Regions from separate parts of the Mus musculus genome. Here region 1 is linked to region 2. A link is a contact called in public Hi-C data. All regions are on one chromosome and are shown on one strand. The core of a region is the stretch at or near the end of the contact, and the rest is flanking DNA. Distances in the headings are between cores, read along the strand shown. Region 1 overlaps Ttc3 (tetratricopeptide repeat domain 3). Region 2 holds the start of Ripply3 (ripply transcriptional repressor 3).

Evidence for each region. Hi-C and Micro-C count contacts between places; a contact is called where the count stands out from the background.
Region 1: a Hi-C map of regulatory T cells shows a contact between it and region 2, with 3 times the contacts expected there. The contact joins the enhancer-like site here to the promoter of Ripply3 in region 2. A contact is called at or near these places in 6 of 39 promoter capture datasets (the 3T3-L1 cell line, 3T3-L1-derived adipocytes, the C10 cell line and 3 more), 1 of 15 datasets of contacts at CTCF or cohesin (CD8 T cells), 6 of 484 Hi-C or Micro-C datasets (the N1E-115 cell line, cerebral cortex, epidermal suprabasal cells and 3 more), 6 of 115 datasets of contacts at active chromatin or transcription factors (CD8 T cells, the HPC-7 cell line, the SCID.adh cell line and 3 more) and 3 of 9 other capture datasets (adipose tissue, embryonic stem cells and pancreatic islet).

What each region holds. Positions count from the first base shown.
Region 1 is chr16:94,399,809-94,404,395 of GRCm38.p6, reverse strand. Ttc3 (tetratricopeptide repeat domain 3) reads right to left here. Exons shown (of 46, transcript NM_009441.2): 11 at 1,028-1,082. Among named protein-coding and RNA genes, the nearest start is that of Gm23692, 27 kb to the left of the region's middle. Within about 2 kb of position 2,020, at least 34 of the 459 cell types and tissues checked have an H3K27ac peak or open chromatin away from gene starts, as enhancers often do. A contact at or near this core is called in CD8 T cells, the SCID.adh cell line and regulatory T cells, where this site is marked.
Region 2 is chr16:94,326,051-94,330,794 of GRCm38.p6, reverse strand. It overlaps Ripply3 (ripply transcriptional repressor 3), which reads right to left and starts at 2,373. Exons shown (of 4, transcript NM_133229.2): 1 at 2,198-2,373; 2 at 1,374-1,449. The coding sequence starts at 2,298.

The sequences.
Region 1 (4,587 bases), core at 771-3,270, 74 kb before region 2:
TCAACATGATCACCTCCCCTTATCTGCTGGGGCTGTCTTCCACTCTGTTCCATTCAGTGTTTTTTTTTTCTTCCTTCTGTTTTTATCCCCTAAAACTTTACTACGAATTGAGAGTTCCTCATTTTCAAAAAGATTTGTTTACATTTAAATTTTTTTTATGTATGTATGTATGTATGTATGTATGTATGTATGTGTGTGAGAGAGAGAGAGAGAGAGAGAGAGAGAGAGTTTAAGGAGGGGTCATATTTGTTTGTGTGGGTGGCTGGGAGGCCAGAAGAGAGTACTGGATCCTCTAGAGCTGGAGTTAGAAGCAGTTGTGAGTCACCTGACATAGGAACAGAGAACTCACCTCTATTTTTTCTCATTTCTATTGGCCATTCAAGATTAGTTTTTTGTGAAAACTTACATTTTATTAGCCCACTCTCTTATCGGGTTTCTTACTCACTTTTAGGGTACTCTGCATTTTCAGTATATAAATCGCATCAGATCTATATAACAAATGATCTCACCCTAGCCTCTGAGTAAATTCATGTCTTGACATACACGAGTTTTCAGCTTGACCCAGTGCGCTGTGACAAAGTGAGCTTTCTCTGCTGTTGATTTTGTGCCCTGTGTTATTTAGAAAGCCTTGAGGCTGGGGGTGAAAGGTCATGCTTATATACTATGATGGCTGTGCCTTGAAGTACAATTATCACTTGGGAAGAGCTTTGAATACTTTCTAACAGTGAGGGGAGTAAGGCTCTCCTGTGTTCTCCTATTTTTCTTGTCTTCTTCTCTTCCTCCCCCACCCCCTCCTCAGCCACTTACTGGTTAGCCTATTAACCGAGGTGTCTAACTAGCTCTGATGCTCTTTACCTCTCACAGCAAGTCTTGGAACTGACTATAAACTCTTGAACCCATTTCCTGTCCTTGAGTTCTCTGAAATGTCACCCAGCATTTTTACATACAAATAAATGATCCCACACACTGATTCTCACACAACAGTAATGTTCAAGGGCTTGCTCATTGTAGAATAAAAGAAGCTTACCTTTGGCCAGGTGTTCTTCAAAACAATGGCCCTCTTTCCATCGCTAAGTGCATTTCTAAAAAGAAAAGCAAGAAATAAAATATTTAAGAATTTCATGATTTTACTTTAAAAGTACTATATATCATATATCTACTCGTATGCTGTGAATTTTACATGAATATAGATAGCCTAGTAAAAAAATTAAGCCATATGGCAAAAGTCCACTATAGCAAAGTTAGAAAATACAGAGAAGTAAAACGAAGGGGAGTAGTTACCCGAACCCCATTACAACGACTCAGGAATTACATTTAGTGATTTTAGAAAGTTCTTTATATAGCTTTCCAGTATCTACATTCGACTTATTATCCATATGCTTTTATACACTATGCTTGTCTTTTTTTTAAAAAGATTTATTTATTTATTATATGTAAGTACACTGTAGCTGTCTTCAGACGTACCAGATGAGGGCGTCAGATCTCATTATGGATGGTTGTGAGCCACCATGTGGTTGCTGGGATTTGAACTCAGGACCTTTGGAAGAGCAGTCGGGTGCTCTTACCTGCTAAGCCATCTCACCAGCCCCTATGTTTGTCTTTTAACAAAACTGATTCTCAACAATGTAACTCTCCAGCCTTTCACACAACAGACTGGTTCAGCTATACTGAACAGAGCACAAACTCCAGAACAGAGATTTTCCATCTTATCTTCACTGCCATTTCATCACTGTAATTTTACTGTTATGAATTGTAATGTAAATATATGTTTTCTGACAGTCCGTAAAAACACCAATCAACCACCCCAAGGGGTCACGACCCACGGATTGGGAACCACTGCTCCAGAATGAGTCTCCAGTAGTCTAACTAGACTGCAGCTCCTCCTGGTGCCTGAAGGATGTCCCTGGCTCTGGGCCCACTTTCTCATCTGTAGCAAGCTGCTCAGTGGAGGTACATACTACACTAGAAAGTGTTACACTGTCAGGCACTAGAGGGTCCACACCTCAGTTTGTGGCCTGGCATGTATCTGTAGTAACATCTCTAACAACCTGTTTCACAAGTCCTCACCACACGCACACAGAAACCTAACACCACCCAGAAATGTTCAAATGCCTGAAGCTCTAGCTCAGACATCCTACTCTTTCCTGTGAGCTCACACACTCCCTCTCACTGGCTTCAATATTTTATCTTCTCAACGATCTTTGTCTGTTTTTTGTTCTTCTAGTTTAAATGTCTTGTGTAAACTTACTGGTCCATCATCTCAAAGTTGCATACATCAATGTATTTGTACTTTAAAAAAATTTTTTTAAAGAAAATGAGGTAACTTATGCCATCAGACATTACCACCTACTAAAGGTATATACCAAACTATTAGAGAAGAAAAACCAAAATAACAAAATCTCCTAAAGACAATTAGGATGGAAGAACAGGCAGGAGAGTCTACACCAACCAATCTATAACAAGAGAGATAACCTAGTGCATGGGGCAAACAGAATAAAATAAGTGGTGCTGATCCACTTACACACTCACACAAGTGCCAGACACTGCCTCAGGCTCACCAGCAAAGCCAAGCCCGGGAGCCTATAAATCTAAGCAGCAAAGCTAATCTTAGGGAGGGAGGGAGGGAGGGAGGGAGGGGCAGGCAGGCAGGCAGGCAGGCAGGCAGGCTAACCTTTAAAAGCAACACAGAACACTCTGGTAGCCTTAAAGCAGATAAAGATTATGAACACAAAACAAGTGCTCACCGTAAGAAGAACTTATAAACTGCATTAAAGTTAATTGTGTGCGTGTGATTCTATGTTGTAGAAAGGAGGTCAAGTGTAGAGGTCAGAGGACAACTTAGAGGGCTGTTTTCTCCTACCACCCAGATCTTTCAGCTTAGTGTCAAGAGCCTCTACTCATTGGACCATTTCATTATCCCTAAAATGAACAGCTTTTGATGACATGAAAACAAAGAACAAGTACTGAAGGGGAAAGCCACTCAAGAGTATGAAGATACTCGTAAAACTTATGTCTCCATAACTCACATCCAAAGTACAAAGGTGTCAGACATTCCGCTCAGGGGCAAAGGAATAGAGGACATCCAAATAAACAATAAGGATATGAGAAAATAGTCAAGTATCCTTAACCAACTTACAAAAATGCTAGACTAACACTAGGCTTATTCCATTCCATACCCAACGGGTCTAAAATGAAACTAAGTGTCAGTAAGGACATGACTGAAACCCTCACACTCTGCAGTAGACTGAAATGATATGTCACAGGAAACTTATGGACTGAAGCAAAACACAAGTATGCCCTCTGTCCTTGATTGTACACTCAACGAGAATTTGATACCACTAAGAGTCAAATACTAGAAACTCAGCAAAATGTTCCTCCATGATACAATGAATAAAACACGGTATACTCATGCAGTAGGTGAATGCAAGTTCATGCAACAACATAAGCCCTGGGAGCAGTTTTGAGAGCCACACACATTTGCATGGAATAAAAAAAAAATAAAACAATCCAATGGAACTCCAGGCAGACTGGTCTGGGGAGACAGGTGGGCAGTGACTGGAAGAGCAAGCGGGGGGGGGGGGGGGGGGGGGGCGGGCGGGGAGAGGTTGTTTGGCTGCTGCTGTAATTTGGATGTTGTTTTTCAAGTTGTCCACTTTGGAGAATCCAGTCTATTCCCTTGTTATACACATATTTCCCAGGATGTGTATATACTACTTTTGAAAAGATCACAAGAAAACACCTGGCTTTTTCTTCTGTTGGAGAATGTAACCATTGGCCTGACAGCAGAGTCATAGGAGTAACCCTGCCACCATGGAGGTGAGGTGGCAGCTTTCTGATCAAGTCATTTAGGTTGAAAACTGAGGCCTTAGATGCAGTGCAGAGCCACTGTACACCTCCTTCTGGAGCCTGAGGATCCTGTTTCTTCACCATTTAAACCAGTTCTATCTGTTAGCTAGACCTAAGACAGCCTTGTGCATTAAATCTCTTGCCTAGGCACTTTTAGAAGTTGTCTTCAAGTTCCTTACAGTTCTCAGCTCACAGCAGCCATCTTCTGCTCTGAGCCTTCCACTGACAGCTCCTCTGGTTACTGAATGGTCTATATTTCTAAATCCAAACTGTCTCACACATCTTGGCAGCTAGACACTCGTGTCCTCTCACTTCTTTCTATAAAATATTTTCTTTCTGGACACCTGTAAATAGTTTTCAGGCCAGGTGTCACCTTTCCCTGATTGATATTCAAGGTTCAACTTGGCTCCTTTCTCTTACCTTGTGCTCTCTCACTAAAAGACAGCAAGGCTGTTTCAATCTTGCCTGAACAGTAATATTAATTCCCAGGGAAGCTTCAAAAAGTCCATTCTGCAAGCTCTACCCTCTATCAGTTAAGCCAGAATGTCTGGGATTCAAAGTTCAAATGATTCTTCAGTTGAGGGTGAAACTTACTTTCCTAAGCAATATTAAATGCATCTCCAACTTCAATCTTCTTGGACATCTATCCCAAACATGTCATTTACTTTTTTACATAGAGAAACTCAGATTCTACCTCCTATAAATTTATTCCTCTTCCAATGACTCCCACTGCTAATAAGC
Region 2 (4,744 bases), core at 1,124-3,623:
GAACCTGTGTGGGACATCTATGAAGAGCTTTCTGCATAGAGCTGGGAGTTTAGCTCCCTGGTAAATCCAGAGCCTAGTGACAAGGAAAGACCCAGGGGTGGATCCCAAGATCTCGCCCTGACAGGCGTGTGGGAAGGCAGCCAGTTCTACAGTCCCTACAGAACCCCAGGCTCCCCCATCTGCCCAAATCCAGGCCTTAACTGCCTTCTGTGAAGTGCAGTCAACTGGAAAGGGGCTGTGCTTTAAGATAATCACAAGGGGCTTTCTCCTCACAGTGGAACCAGAAGCTGCCTGCCTCAGGCCCTGTGTGTGCCGTAGTACTCTAGTCTCCCACACAACTGAGTGACCTCCATACTCACGGTTCACTTAAAGGAAAATTTAGTAGTTAGTGAGTTCTTTTAAATCTTACCTTTAAGGACTCTAAGGACTTTAAGTCTGAGTGGAATGAGATAGAAAGAGTTCTCTTCAGTCACTTAGAAATTTGGAGCAGGGATTATCAGGACTGAAACAAAACCATGTAGCAGACTCTAGCTGCCCTCCTGTTTGCTCCGTTCTTTAAGCTTCTATAAATGCTAACTGAATTAAAGCACTCAGTATTCAAAGAAAATAACTTAAATGTAAAAGAATAATAGAGGAGTAATTTCCCACAGTTAACTTTTCATATCACATCTATCTGTACATTAAGCTGTATCCCACAGGTGTTGTGTAAGTGAGATGCATGGCCCTTCCTAAGCTACCTCCACTGTTTTAAAGGTCCATTTATATTTGAGAATATAGCAAATGTAAGCAAAACATTCGCTTAATAAGTCAAAAGCAATTAACCGGCAAGGCAAAGATAAAGGGATAGCTGTGGCAATTAATCTTTGCTGACAAAGCCCGGTGCTTGAGTGTATTTGCACAGAGAACAGAAGATCCTGCAAGAGTTCTTGCAGACAGGGCCAGACAAGGGTGGGAGCTTTTAACTGCACTGTCTGGGCACCTGAGGTGGATGGAGGTCTGCCTGCTTTGCAGTGTGGTACATAATCAGCTTTTCTCTAAGGGGGCTGGGCTTTGCCCCTCCCTCCCCCATGCTCTGGTTTATAGAAGAACCCTCCTCTCCCACCGCTGCATGTAATTACCATGCAAAGCCCATGTCCTCAGCTGTTTGCTTTTCAAGGACGGAGGAGCAATCGCGAGCCCAGTGGGCCCATTAGCACCTCCGTTCACTCTGGGCTCTACCCACCAGACCTTCAGGAACTTACTTGTGGGTTAGGCCAAGCTAAGCACGAGAGAGGAGTCCTTCCCCCGGGTTTTGGTTTTGTTTTCAAAGTTATTATAGACGTGGTGCCGCTTTCTGGATTGACTATTGCCTACAACAGTCACATTTAGCTTACCGGACGTTCAGTTCTGGTCAGTTCAGCATCTCCGGGGGGAGGCGACATCCACGGTCTCCACGGGGCTGGAATGGAACTGGAAACAAGCACCAGGAGAGACTGAACTCCTGGCGTTTCTGCCGCCCCGCCCCCCCAAAGGTTACTATGAGGTTGATACCATAGTGTCTGTTTGACAAAGAGTCCCTGCACACACCATGATCCCTTAAGGTCTGTCTGCCGATGGGCCAGTCAGTACTTTACCTGTTCCTGCCTCCTGAAGAATTCTCCGGGCTCTGCTTCCTAGTACACTCTGAGATGGGAAGCCCCAAATCTAACCTATTATTAGGGCGCGTGTGAGTGGAGATTATTTTTTCTCCTAGCAAATCTCTCATTGATACCTCAAATTTTTCTAATACAGATGGTTGGTTTCAAGTACACCACCTCTGCTGCTGGAGACTCCTTAGACTACTATGCCAAAGGCGTTTCTGCATCGCCAAACTGCTCCGCTTCCTACCTACCCAGCTAATCTGATTTCCTTAAACTTCACAGCTTTAAAGATAGCGATGTCCCTGGATGGGCAAACACCGATCCCCAGCGTAGGGCAGGAGACTGTCACTTTGTGATAGACCGCAGGATCCTTTTATAAATTTCTTATGGGGCCCCCAGCCTTCAGTATTTTCCAGCTGGATCAATTTCAGATCCTCAATACACGCAAGTGTTGCCCATTTCCTTGCCAGATATCCGCGGGGTCCCTGCACTTCAGACAGGAGTTTGCAGTAGTCGATCTCAGGTTAAGGAGCTCAGTGTCTGGGTGCACCTCCACCGGGGCCACAGGACACCCTCACCTTTCGGGCCCGCGTGGCAGCGGTAGCCTCCCGGGATCATCCCCCGGACAGTGGCAGAGGCGTCCCCGCGCCTCCCGGACTCCGGCCGCCTCCGGTCTCATGGTGCGGGTGTCGCGCGAATCTCTCAGCCCGACGGCGCCTGGTCCCCCTGGCTGAACGCGCTCACCTACCCGCTCACTCGGCGCCAGGTTTAAAAACTGGGGCGGGGCGGGGAGGGGACTCGGGGAAACTGCGCCCCGTGGGGAGGGGGAGGGCAAGGGACCTCGGGAAGGGACGGAGGAAGCAGAGGGTGGAGACCAGAAAGGCTCAAGGAAGAGAGCAGGGTCGGGACGGCGGGGAGGGGTGTGTGTCCAGAGTGGAGAAAGGACAAAAGAAAACCAGGAGGGTCACTGGCGGAGCGGGAAGCGCAGGGCGGGACAGACGGCCTACAGGGCCTCCGAGATGACGGGTGGCGGCTGCGCGTCCCGGGGAACAATTTTCCCCACTGCTGAGCAACTCCTGGGGCCGCTGCCCTCGGGGCTCTGATCCCTAAAAGCATGAAGCCCCACCCCGCACCCCAGTTCTCCCAGAGTTTCCCTTTCAGCACTGTGAGAGGTGGTGAGTGTGGGGCACAGAGTCCTCGCTACACCGAGGGTCAGGACAGCTCCACGAGTGGGTGACAGCTGGGTTTACGAAGCCAGGCGAGGGTTTAGGCGCAACCTCCGCACCGACGAAAGCCTTAAGATGGGGGAGGGGTGCTTCCTGTTAGGGGTCACCAGTCAGGACCCCGGGTACCCCTTTGCCCAATAACCTGTTCTCCAGTGCCAGGTGACTGCATGTGAACACTGTAGCTTGGTCTGTGTCATTTAAATTAAGTGACTCGGGTTTTAAAAACCGAGAGGGGTGGGGAATAAAATGTTTTCGAATGGTTTATTTAAGATCTGGGGAATATTTAACACCAATTAAGGGCAAATAGGAAAGAGGGAGTATTTACAAATTTTATTTACAGTATTAAAAGCCCTGAATATAAAGCAGGAAGCTGGGAGTGAGCAAACAATGTGAACTCACGAACACAGTTAAGGTGTCAGTGGTTTCTTGTTGTTTTAATAAAAAAACACCTAGATGTGGGTGCCTTTTAAAGAACTTTGATAACGTGTATCTGTGAGCCCAAAGAATGAAAAGGTATCTAGTGACAGCCAAGTGTTCCCAATAGTATGTAAAGGATGGGGGTATGTTATATAGCTGATAAAAACACACTCATGTTGAGCCATCACTCAGGAGGCAGAGGCAAGGGGATCTCTGTGAGTTCAAGGCCAGCCTGGTCTACAGAGTGAGTTCCAGGACAGTCTAAGGATGCACAGAGAAACCCTGTCTCAGAAACTTAAATAAATAAATAAATAAATTTGTGCAGGTCTCTTTTCTCTCCTAGTCCTGTGTCTGAAATCCAGGAACTCTACGGAGTCCTGAACACTATGGAAAATTAGATAAAAGGTTATTTTTAGATCATTTTATCTTATGTGTGTTTTACCTGCATGCAGGTCTGCCCACCATGTTACCTTTCCATCCTCTGGAACTGGAGTTACAGACGGTTGTGAGCCACCATATGGCCGTTGAGAACCAAATCTGAGTCCTCTGCAAGAGCAACAAGTGCCCTTAACCATTGAGCTGTGTCTCCAGCCCCTAGATACAAGGTTTAGAAAGAGGAGCTGCTTAGGGTAACTTTGTTTTTACATTTGTTTGTTTGTTTGTTTGCTTATGTGTATGGGCAAGACATGTGGGGGCCAGAAGACATCTTGTGGGGGGCTGCTCTTTCTGTCTCCCAGGTGGATTCTGGGATGAAGCTCAGCATTTCTTGGCTTCTTTATCTGATGAGTTATCTTACTGACCCAGCTTTAAGGATTTTTAAAATGTTTTCTAAATTTTCAACAATGAACGTATTGCTTTTTTTACTGTTGCAAAATAGAATTCAAACTTACCATTTTAATCGTTTTCAAATCTACACTTAAGTGAGTGAGATAAAGCACTCACATCCCCTTCCCATACCCACTTCATCCCAGATGCTTTTTTGTTTGTTTGTTTGTTTGTATTTTTTTGGTTTTTCGAGACAGGGTTTCTCTGTGTAGCCCCAGCTGTCCTGGAACTCACTTTGTAGACCAGGCTGGCCTCGAACTCAGAAATCTGCCTGCCTCTGCCTCCCGAGTGCTGGGATTAAAGGCATGCACCACCACCGCCTGGCTCCCCAGAAGGTTTTGATCCCACACTGAAGCTGCCCCTGCTTTGGACCTAGATTCCCCTCCCCCACCCTGGGTAACCACTACTCTAATTTCTGTATCTATAAAAGTAACTGTTGTGTTCCTTTGTGAAGTATATAATGTTATCATCCTCATTCCAAGCCTACAAATTAGGCATTATCTTCAGTCTGCAGATTAAGAAACCATATCTTGTTCCTGGGTAGGAGAGATGGCTCAGTGGTTCAGAGCCTGTAACTGATCCTGCAGAGGACTGGGGTTCAAGTACTCATATTAGGTGTTTCTCGACAAGCTGTAACTTAAGGGAATCTAACGCTCT